2 separate regions of the Mus musculus genome follow, and region 1 is linked to region 2. A link is a contact called in public promoter capture Hi-C data. All regions are on one chromosome and are shown on one strand. Each heading gives the region's core, a stretch centred on a gene start, on an enhancer-like site or on the middle of the called end of the contact. The rest is flanking DNA. Distances are from core to core; before and after follow the strand shown.

Evidence for each region. Promoter capture Hi-C pulls out the DNA fragments that hold promoters and counts their contacts.
Region 1: a promoter capture Hi-C map of liver shows a contact between it and region 2, with 4 times the contacts expected there. The contact joins the promoter of Gfi1b here to the promoter of Card9 in region 2. A contact is called at or near these places in 1 of 39 promoter capture datasets (liver) and 1 of 9 other capture datasets (adipose tissue).

What each region holds. Positions count from the first base shown.
Region 1 is chr2:28,620,616-28,626,190 of GRCm38.p6, reverse strand. Gfi1b (growth factor independent 1B) reads left to right here and starts at 4,209. Exons shown (of 7, transcript NM_008114.3): 1 at 4,209-4,342. Gm52548 (a long non-coding RNA gene) reads right to left here. Exons shown (of 2, transcript XR_003954006.1): 1 at 5,279-5,575; 2 at 3,988-4,938.
Region 2 is chr2:26,357,612-26,362,946 of GRCm38.p6, reverse strand. Card9 (caspase recruitment domain family, member 9) reads left to right here and starts at 2,038. Exons shown (of 13, transcript NM_001037747.3): 1 at 2,038-2,160; 2 at 3,388-3,583; 3 at 3,996-4,133; 4 at 4,932-5,236; 5 at 5,303-5,335. The coding sequence starts at 3,400. It overlaps Gm13562 (a long non-coding RNA gene), which reads right to left and starts at 4,937. Exons shown (of 3, transcript XR_003953774.1): 1 at 4,864-4,937. Snapc4 (small nuclear RNA activating complex, polypeptide 4) reads left to right here. Exons shown (of 23, transcript NM_172339.4): 23 at 1-182.

The DNA of each region.
Region 1 (5,575 bases), core at 2,960-5,459, 2.3 Mb before region 2:
AGCAGCACCTGCATCCGACCAGATCTGGAGTGGCATGACGTGGCTATTATGCTGGTGTTGTCAAATTAGTGAACCTTAGGGCTGGAGATGCTGCCCAGCAGCTAAGGATGCCCAAGTTCAAGTCTCAGCACCTACATGGCAGCTCAAAACCACCTGTAGCTCTAGTTTCAAGAGACCCGATGATTTCTTCTCATGGACTAGGCTTGTACAGAGTGAGCATACTTAATGTTTGGTTTCAGACCTGGGACAAGCGAATGAGATGCATATTTTACATATCAAAGCAGACCTGGCCTCCAGGTTCTCCTAGCATCCCTCAGTCCCTACCTGGCACACCCTGCCCCCAACCCTGAACTTTCCAGCCCAGGGGCTGGGCTCCTCTTTGCCCCCACCACCAGAGGTTCTTTCCTATATAATCCAGACATTTCGGTCTCTTCCTCTCTCTCCTTCTCTCTCTCCCAGCGAATCCTTTTTCTCTTTCTCTCCCCCTCCACTTCTCTCTCCCCACCATGACTTCCCTGGCCTCAGTCCTTGGGACCAGTGAACTCTCCAGAAAGAAACTTCCCAATAAACCTGCATCTAATCTGGCTTGAATTGGCTCACTTTGCTGGCAGAGAAATGCTGCATCACATATCTGCAGGCAAAGCACTCAAACACATGAAGTCAATAAATCTAAAACAAAAATGCTAGTAGCTTGTCTTGAGTTTCTGCAACTGTCATCTGAAAGTGAGTTGTTATGTGACAGAGTGCTGACATCGTGGAAAACACTGGCTGCTAAGCTCTGACATGTACGTTTTAGGCCCGCAGGTAAAGGGAAATCGGGGTAGCTTTTATAACCCTCTTCCTGGCCTTTGTTTCCTCGATCCTCACTGGGCTCCCCTTTATTCAGTCTCTCACTTGAACTTGGCTGTGAGTTCCCTGAGGTCCTGGCCCCTAGCTCTTTGTGCTGTTTCTCTTCTCAGTCACTCCTCTGAGCCCAGACATCCATTTAGAGGTCACTTCCTGGGGGCTGGAGAGATAACTCAGTGGCTAAGAGCTGCTCTTCCAGAGGACCCAGGTTTGATTCCTAGCACAAGGTCACAACCTCCTGTAAATCCAGATCCAGGGGGATCTGATGCCCTCTTCTGGCTCTGGCCAGTACTGCATGTTCACGGTGCACAGGCGTATGTGCAGGCAAAACCCCATACGTAAATAAAAGTAATAAAAATAAAATAAAATACACAAAATAAGTAATAAACAGAAGTACTTCTTTCACTGGACCCCCACATCTGGGTCCATGTTCCAAAGTTCCATGCTCACTCTGCATTTTCCCACCTTTGCATCACAGTGCTTGTCACCCCAAACCGTGAGTTTCTTTCAGATTGCTCTGCCCCACCGGTTCCTTGTCTAAAGCCTGCTGTGGTCTAAATATGCCCTTCCGAGATTCACATTGGACCATGAGACCTAGAATGATGACAGGGACTGGACCAGGAGTTCTCTGGTTTCTTCATCCATGGCTTGGTGCTGCTATAGATGGGGTTGTGAGGGGTGGGAAAGCTCAGTGGTTAAGGATGCTTGCTGCTTTTTCACAGGACATGAGTCTGGTCCCCAGCACTTACCACTCATGCCAGGTAGCTCACAGCTGCTTTTATCTCCTGCTCTAGGGGTCTGACACTCTCTTCTGTCCTCCATGGGTGCTGAGCACGCATGCAAACACTCAATTGCAGCCATATTAGCATACATAAATAAAAATAAAATGTTTAAAAGGGACTGGTGGGACAAAAGCATTCCTTTAGTCTTCTGTCATTTGCTCTGTATGGTCACAGCTTTAGAATATGTTTACCCCTACCGCATGTGAGAGGGTACAACAAGGGCACCGGTTAGCCAACCTTGACCAAGCACAGAAAAGGGAGGAGGAGGAAGAAGAGGAAGAAGAAGAGGAGGTGGAGGAGGAGGAGGGGGAGGAGGGAAAAGAGGAGGAGGAAGAAGATGAAAAGAAGTACCTCATTTAAGAACAGATCCATGGGGCTGGAGAGATGGCTCAGCAGTTAAGAGCACTGACAGCTTTTCTGAAAGTTCTGAGTTCAAATCCCAGCAACCACATGGTGGCTCACAACCATCTGTAATGAGATCCGATGCCCTCTTCTGAAGACAGCAACAGTGTACTTAGATATAATAATAAATATAATATAAATAAATCTTTTTTAAAAAAACAGATCCATGGAGTGCTGTTGAATAAGTGAATGAGTGTCCACATCTCTGGAGGCATCCATCCCTTAAGGACGAAATGAAGGCACGGCCTCCAAAACTGACCACTTACAGAAGCAGTGTTGGCTCCAGAGGCCACCTAAGGTGGTTTGGGTCAGGGCTGTATAGGACTGTCATGCCAAGTGGGGGTCCTGGCATGAAGGGGCTGTGTCCTGGTCATGCCAAGGACAAAATGTGGGAGTCTTAGCCTAAAAGACACCCGGGCCTGGGATCCTTCAGTGGCAGAGCCTCACCCCCTGTGGCGCCAGCTTCAGAGCCACCGTTGAACTGGTTGTGCTACACAGCAGCTTGAGGCCAGAGCTCAGCCTAACAATTGTGCATTTAGAAAGCCAAAGCTTTGGGAAGGTTATGGGGAGGGAAGTGGGTGTAAAACCATTAAAGATGTCCACAGAGGAGGATTTGAATGAGACATGGCTCAGCAGGAAAGACAGTCAAGTGTAAGTGTATGTGACAAGAAATGAGGGCTGGTCCCTGTCAGGGAACAGTTTAAAAATGTCCCACGTATGGTCTATTAAGTTTTCTGCATAGTGACTCAGTTCTCACCGAGTGCTGGCTGGTAACGTGTACCACCCAAAGAATACTCAAGACGTTTTATAAAGAGAGAACAAGGCTGGGTGTGGTGGCGCACACCTTTAATCCCAGCACTTGGGAGGTAGAGGCAGGCGAATTTCTGAGTTCGAGGCCAGCCTGTTCTATAGAGGGAGTTCCAGGACAATCAAGGCTACACAGAGAAACCCTGTCTCGAAAGAGAGAGAGAGAGAGAGAGAGAGAGAGAGAGAACAAGGGCTGGGTGTAGCTGTCTCCTATCTGTGGCCACCAGTCTGGACCTGTGTCCCCTTGGGGAGTCTGTTGTGACCTCCGGCCGCTGCCACAGGGTTAGCCCCCTCAGCAGAAAGGCCTCAAACGAAACATCTCTTTTCTCTACACTTTGAACATTGGACTTGCAGTTTCAATCGGGGCTTCCTGTCCCGTGTTTGTTTTCTTTATGGGGGAAATGTAATCTCTCCAGTCCTGGCTGCAAGAGCATGCAAATCAGCTAACAGTGCTGTTTGGTGGAGTTCTCTCTGTATGCAAAACTTCCTGGAATAAATCAGTCATCCCCAAACGGGAGGAGGCCAAGGGGCAGAGCAGGGAAAAGAAAGTGGGGACCAGGGAATGGGGCTCTGCTCAAATGGGGTGAAATGCCCTGCGCTGGCCTGGGTACCCAGAGGGGCCCCCATTGACCTCTCTGTCTCTCATGCTGCCACTAGATGGCAGCACACGCCGGCCGTGGTACTTGGGTATTCAATCTGTACTTGAACTTTGCCAGGTACAGGTTCCAAGGCCCCCAAATTCACTACCTTGCTTTTTTTGTTGTTCTTCTACTCTGTCTATTTGTGGTTCTGCTGGTCTGTGGTTGTCTGGGGGAAACTCCATTTTTTTTTTTTTTTAAGAATGAGCTCAGTGGGAGACAGAATCCTGTTGGTTAAGAGTGATCTGTACTGGCCCAGGATCCAAGAGCTTTAAACACAGGGGCCCCTCTAATGCCTCAGCGAGAAAGTGTGTGATGGTGGAATCTAGGAGAGGAGAAGCAAGAGGAAGAAGGGAGAAAAAGAGGAGAGAGGAGGAGGAGAGGAAGGAGAGGGGGAAGAAAAGGAAGATGGATGGGGAAAGAAGAGAAAAGGGGAAGAGGGGGAAGGGAGGGAAAGAAGGAAGGGAAAGAAATAAAATCTAAAGCAAGGATGAGGGACTGTAAGTCAATGCTAGACTTTTACATTTTAATAAGTTAGCCACTCTCTTTCACCCAAATGCTACTGAAAGTTTCTGGAGAAATTTCCAGTGGGTTAGAAGCTTCTGTGAAGTTTTGATAAGCAAATGTGGCTGCACTTTCGCGCTCTGGTCATTGGCTGACGCTGCAGCCGCCAGATTTTGACACAAATAATCAGATTGAAAATCAGGGAGGGGAACAGAAGGGGGGCGGGAAACACAGAAACGAAAAGGAGAAGTGTCTGTCTGTGCAGAGACTCATAACGTTGACCGAGCCGAGAGCAGTCCCCAGGGACAGTGTGGAGGTTCGTGGCTCTCGGGCAGAACTCAGAAGAGGGACAGCTCCCTGACGGTGAGTGCTGCCAGACCCGTGCTGGCTGGGCTCCGCTGAAAAGTTCGTCCTGGGTGCCCAAGGCAGGGAGGGTGTCTGCTTCCCTTTAAGGTGAGAGGAAGAATACTGTGGTAGTCTCTCTTCTGGATGCAGTGCTCATCACCAGGGGAGAGAAGAAGGAAGGAACATGGACCAGTCCCGATACCCCAAGATAGCGCAAACACCGAGCTTTCCTCCTGCGAATTCTGTGAAACTTCATTGTAGGGGGCTAGGCTTCACCCAGATACACAAAGTCAATCCCCCCCTTCACACACACACACACACACACACACACACACACACACACACACACACACAGAGCACTTTTCTAGGGGCACCAGAGGAGCCCAAATTGGTGTCCCCCTGGGCTAGAGCTGCCCTGTGCCAGGATCTCAGAAGGGATTGGTAGCTCTGATGACCCTCTCAAAAGTTCCTGGAAGCACCGGGGAGGGGAGTCAGACACCCTTTCCTTGGGAATTTACTGAAGGGAAATGACAAGGTGAGGCAGACCACAGGATGATGGAGGGGAGGCACTGCCAAAGGCTCTTGGCTCCTTGAGCATCTGTAGCTCTTCTCACCTAGAGGAAAAGGTGAGTTTGAGTTGTGGTTTTCTTAGAAAACAGGGCTCATTGCAGAGATGCCCACGGATGGATGCTGTGGTCTGTGACTGGGTCCTGGGAAAGCCAGCATTTTTATGAGACTACTGTGGGGAAAGCCAAGTCACCCTAGCTGTGGAGTTGGACAGCCTGGGTACTGGCAGAGCTGTGCCTATCCACCTGTGCTCTTCCAAGTCTGCAAAGCCCTCCATCAGGAGAGGGGTAACATTTTGATTTGGGGGTCAACCTGTAGAAAGTCCCTCGGGGAGTTGGGTGGCTCTGGATGATTTAGGTCTGATGGAATCGCCCCAGTGGTGCTCACCATTCCCAGAACTTCAAAAAGGTGGGTGCAGGTCCCAGGTCTCCCTTCACCGGGGCACAGAGCCTGCTCGCAGGCAGAAATAGCAGGAGACTCCTCCGTCTGAAGGCGTTTGCATTGAATCCTTTCTGGTGTCAGTCCCAGCCGGCCGTGGGGAGTGTGGGGGCTGTTTGCCCAGTTTTGTTTCCATTGTGGTAAAACAAGTCCATAGAACTGACCTTTTTTTTTTTTTTTTTTTTTGCTTTTGAGTTACGTGGTGTTCTTCGGCATGGGCATGGGACGTACACTCTGGTCCCGACT
Region 2 (5,335 bases), core at 789-3,288:
ACACAACCCTCAGCAAGAAGACGGGAAGCCAGAAAGCTGCAGGCTGAGGACCAAGCTGTCGGTAGCGATCTACAGGCTGTGGTGATAGCAGTGGCCACGTGATCACAGGCTACCTGTTAACAGACTTGGGGCCGTGTATGTGAGGGAATAAAGGAAATGCCTAATTTTCACTTAAAAAGCAATGTATAGCCTTTGGTGATTTTGTCTAGAGCTGGGTGCCCACCATCAACTGGGGATGTGATTGTCTGCCAGTTCTGGGAACCTCTTACACCCTTTGCTGCCCAGGCAGCCCCTGGACCCAGCACTTTACCAGAGAGCAGAGAGAATAGAGAATCAGCGTTTCTTCCCATTTCAAGAAAATGTGTTGGGATGGCTCAATGGTTAAGATCATTGACTGCTCTTCCAGAGGTCCTGAGTTCAATCACCAACATGGTAGATCATAATGGAATCTGATGCCTTCTTCTGGCACACAGTGTACATGCAGACAGAGCACCCATACCTAAATAAATCTTTAAAAAAGAAAAAAAGGGGGGGGAGATATGTCATCTAGCCTGTACCCCTAGGCGAGGTCCCCATCTGGCCTGTATCTCTCAGGGAGGTCCCCAGAACCAGCATCTACCACAGCAGCAGCTCTCACTGGATAGGAGGCTTGTGTTTGGCATGGTGCTGAGACCCCATTGGGTCTTGTCTCTCCCTTTTTAAAAAAAAAAAAAAGCGTTTTACGTATGTGAGTACACTGTCACTCCCTTCAGACAAACCAGAAGAGGGAATCGGATCCCTTCCAGATGGTTGCTGGGAATTGAACTCAGGACCTCTGGAAGAGCAGTCAGTGCTCTTAACTGCCGGTTCATCTCTCCTTTTTCTTAGTCACTATTTCCATGACACCAGACTATACATCCTGGGCCCTTGGCTCTCCAGGATTTAGTTATTTTTTGTTTGTTTGTTTTGTTTTTGTTTTTCGAGACAAGGTTTCTCTGTGTAGCCCTGGCTGTCCTGGAACTCCCTCTGTAGACCAGGCTGGCCAGGATTTAGTTTTTACATGTGTTCATCCTCTGTGGGAAGCTTGCAGCTCATAGTAAAATGGTATGACCAGCCTAGTCCTAGTGATTGTACCAGCTGTCACTCCAGCTGATGGCCGTCACACATCCAGGGACGCGTGTTTGTCATGGCTCCTTCTAACCTCTGCACTGGGTTTCTCCATTCTGGAGAACTTGGGGTTTCTTCAGCTATCTGTGCTATTGACTTCCACTTCAGTTTTATGAGCAAAAGTTTCATGTTATTAACACTTTTAAGAAGCCACCACTGTGGAGGCCTTGTGACCTCCTTCCTGGAGTGACTGCAAAGCCATGGATGGACTCCCTTGCCGTCCTGGAAACCCAGCAAGCCACAATCCCTAGCAGTGTGGCCCCCCAAGGCCAAAGAGGACTCCTGACTGCTGCTTTTGGAAGTATTTTCAAGGCCACTGTCCCCATAGGAGCAAGCAGAGGGCCAGTAAGCTACAGAAGGGGCCAGCTGGGGCTCTGCATAAGTGTCCCACCCTTCCTTCCCATACAGCACTGGAAGCTTTTGCCTCAACTCATCTTGTAGGCTAGACAGCAGCGCCTGTCTAACAGCTACACTGGCTGGGCAGGGCTAGCAGGTCCCCACGCCCACCTCAGGCTGACTCTTGAAGGGCCACCCTGAAGGAGAGGCTGTGGCACGCAATCCATAGAGGACTATAGCTGCCTACAGCTTGTAGATTTTGACCAAGCTTTGTCCCACTGCACCTACCCTGCACCACTGTCCTTAGACGGCAGATGAGGATATGAGGCAGGGCCATGTTAGAAAAGCAACTTTCAGAAGCCTGGATCCAGGAGGACCTTGGACTGCCCATCCAGTTCAGATGAGCAGGCAGGGAGGGCTCCTCTGCTCCCAGAGTACTTCTACTTCCCTCTGTTCTGTTCCTGGATGGGCCAATCAGAAGGTAGACTGTCCCCTGCGGGAGGACTGGCTGGCTTGTGGCGTCAACCAGAACACATCAATCAGGAAGTGCACAGCCTCCTTCATGGCTCCACCCTTCTCCAGTTAGGGAACCCCTCCACACTCCCAGAGACCCAGGCTCCTGGTATGTCCATAACCCAGACAGCATCTGCTGGCAGGTAGCTCTCACAAGACCCTGAGGTAAGTTCAGTACCCTTCCAGGAAGGTGGGTGGAAGCCTGTGGTGACTGCTGGGGATCCTGGAGCGCGTAAGTACCTACAGGCAGGTGGCATCCTCCATCCTCACGCCTTCATTTGATTAATCCTTGTACACTGCAGCATAGTCCTCCAGTGCTGGACCATGTGGCTGTGGGGCTGCAATGGCAGGCCATAGGCCCAAGGTTTAGAGAAATGTCTGTCCACTGGGTCAACCAGAAAGCAGCAGGAAGCCAAGAGATGCCTCTGAAGAAGAGGCCTGCCATGGCCGTGTCTCTAACTGGAGGTGCAGCTCCGCTGGGGTTAGGGACTGAGCCAGGGGCGCTCTATGGCCACCTTAACTCAGCCCTAAAATCATTGAAGCCATTCACTGAGGCTACACTTGTCCACATGAGTAACCCCCTACATACAACTGGCCTGGTTGATTCCCATCATGTGGCCAAAGGCCAGGGCTCATCTAGCGGCAGAAAAGCAAACTGGAGGGAAGCCACAGCAGATGTCTGTAGACTGTGGATGACATTGCCTGCCCTTCCAGTATACTCCAGCCTAGCAGGAAGGCAGACATGCTCCTGCGGCCAACCCTCCCAGCCCTCCCGGAATAGCACCGTGCCACAGGCTGTTGCATCACCAGCTGGCTACAACGGAAGGCCTGAAGGGCACGGGGCTGTCAGGGAAGGAGGAAGTCAGACATAGGCCTGGCCCCCTGCACAGTGAGAAAGCCTCCAGCCAACCTGACCCTCTTAGTCCCAATCTGGAGACTGGCCAGCAAGGGTCCATGCCACCCAAGAAGGTACTATGTAGGATGGCCACTAGAGGCAAAAGCTCCTACCTCCAGGGCATGCCAGAGCACTTTTGGGTAGGGGCAGAAGCTAGAGCAGGGCTGTTGTACAAAGAGTATTCTCTTAGACCCCAACCGGTCACTTCCCTACATATCCATATGAGAAAGCCTGAGATGACAGGGGCCGGGCAGCTGCTTGGGGGTGCTCAGTTTGACAGGTGGTCTGAGGTGGCTTGTCTATGGACCTCTGCTTCCCCTCAGAAACTGTCCATGAGGCTGAGGAGATAGGGCTGAGCCCTGAAATTTCCCTAGAACGGATCCCTTCTGACCCTGCCCAAAGCCCTGCCCTGACACTCAGGCCTGGGTCCTATCCTAGGCTGACAGGGAACAGAAGGTGGGCACTTCCTCAGCTGCTCTCCCCAATTATAACCGCAGCCTACAGAGGACATGTCAGACTATGAGAATGACGACGAGTGCTGGAGCACCCTGGAGAGCTTCCGGGTGAAGCTCATCTCTGTCATTGACCCCTCCCGGATCACACCCTATCTACGCCAGTGCAAAGTCCTGAACCCCGATGATGAGGAGCAGGTGCTCAGTGACCCCAACCTGGTCATCCGCAAGCGGAAAGTGGGTGAGGACTGCTCCCACACCAGCAGGCTCTAGCCCTGCATGACCCCCATAAGACACCCAGCCAGAGGCCACTCCATGCTCTCTTCACTGCCCTGGCCTTGTCCCCACTCAGCTCCATCCCCGTGTAGGATATATGAGTGAGAGACTCCTCCCCTCTTGTCCTGTCTACCTGCTGTTGCCCAGTGGAGGAAGGGGAGTCCCCACCACTGTTCAGGCCCTGCCTGAGACAGCCACCAGAGGGAAGGCAGCACCCTGTCCCACCTAGACTTGAGACCTGCAGGGCGCCTTATTCAATGGCCCAGAAGGAAGGGGGTTGCTAGAGCTTGGGATGTCTACCCAGAGTAATCATCCTACCCATCTCCAAGAGCCTCCACCCGCCAGCCCTTGGCCTTGACTCTGTCTTCCACCTGAAGGTGTGCTCCTGGACATCCTGCAGCGGACAGGCCACAAGGGCTACGTGGCTTTCCTCGAGAGCCTGGAGCTCTACTACCCTCAGTTATACCGGAAAGTCACTGGCAAGGAGCCAGCACGCGTCTTCTCCATGATCATTGGTGAGAGGCACGGGTGTGGGTTGTTGCTGTGGGTGGACTCGGGTCCTGGCTTCTATGATGGCGTTGGAGTGACTAAGTGTGATAACAAGCCTTACGATGTAGATCAGGGTAGTGGTCCCTGATGATACTCACAGGCTCTAGGGGGCAGGGTCTTCCTGAATTGCTGAGCTCTTACTGGTCTCTAGAAGGGGAGCCCTTCTCTGCCTTTCCTACTCACAGCCTGGAAATTTCACTGAGAAGTAGTGACCCCTCTGAAGTGCCATTTCTGCAGGGCCCAGTTGTCAGCCAAGAGCAGAATCCTACAGTTCCCAGAGGGGACAGAGGTGTCCTCTCCTGATGGAAGAGCCACAACCCCATCAATTCTCATTCATCTCATAAAGAGCACTGTGAGATAAACAGGGCAGGGGCGATGGCACACACCTTTAGCCCTGGTAGTCTGGAGGCAGAGGCCAACAGATCTCTTGAGTGAGAGGCCAGACTGGACTACATAGCAAGACGTTGTCTCAAAAACCAGGGGCTAGGGGGAGAAGAGGGTCAACTGGAGTCTTCACCCAGGGCATGTGAGTGGCCCTGGGTGATGAGTCAGAATCTCAGTTCACCTGTGAGGGACAGCAAGGCCAACTGGGCCTACTGAGCACACTCAGTCTTGAGAGACCCATCCTACCAGTTTTCTCTGTGGGAGGCCAGGAATGCTCCCTCTGTCCCCCCTAGTCTTCAAATGCACACTTACGGACAAGGACCAGCACGGGGTCTGCAGGTGACAACCGCAGGCTCCATCTGACACCGCATGGTCCCCAGATGCATCAGGGGAGTCTGGCCTGACGCAGCTGCTGATGACAGAGGTCATGAAGCTGCAGAAGAAGGTTCAGGACCTGACGGCCCTTCTGAGCTCCAAGGACGACTTCATCAAGGAGCTGAGGGTAAAGGACAGCCTACTGCGCAAGCACCAGGAGCGGGTGCAGCGGCTCAAGGAGGAGTGTGAGCTGAGCAGTGCGGAGCTGAAGCGCTGCAAGGACGAGAACTATGAGCTGGCCATGTGCCTGGCACATCTGAGTGAAGAGAAGGGCGCAGCACTCATGCGGAACCGTGACCTGCAGCTTGAGGTAATCACTTTCTCCACCTGCAGGGGGTGGCCTGGAGGAGGCTGCAGCTGACTGGGCCACCCACAGGTGGACCGGCTCAGGCACAGCCTCATGAAGGCC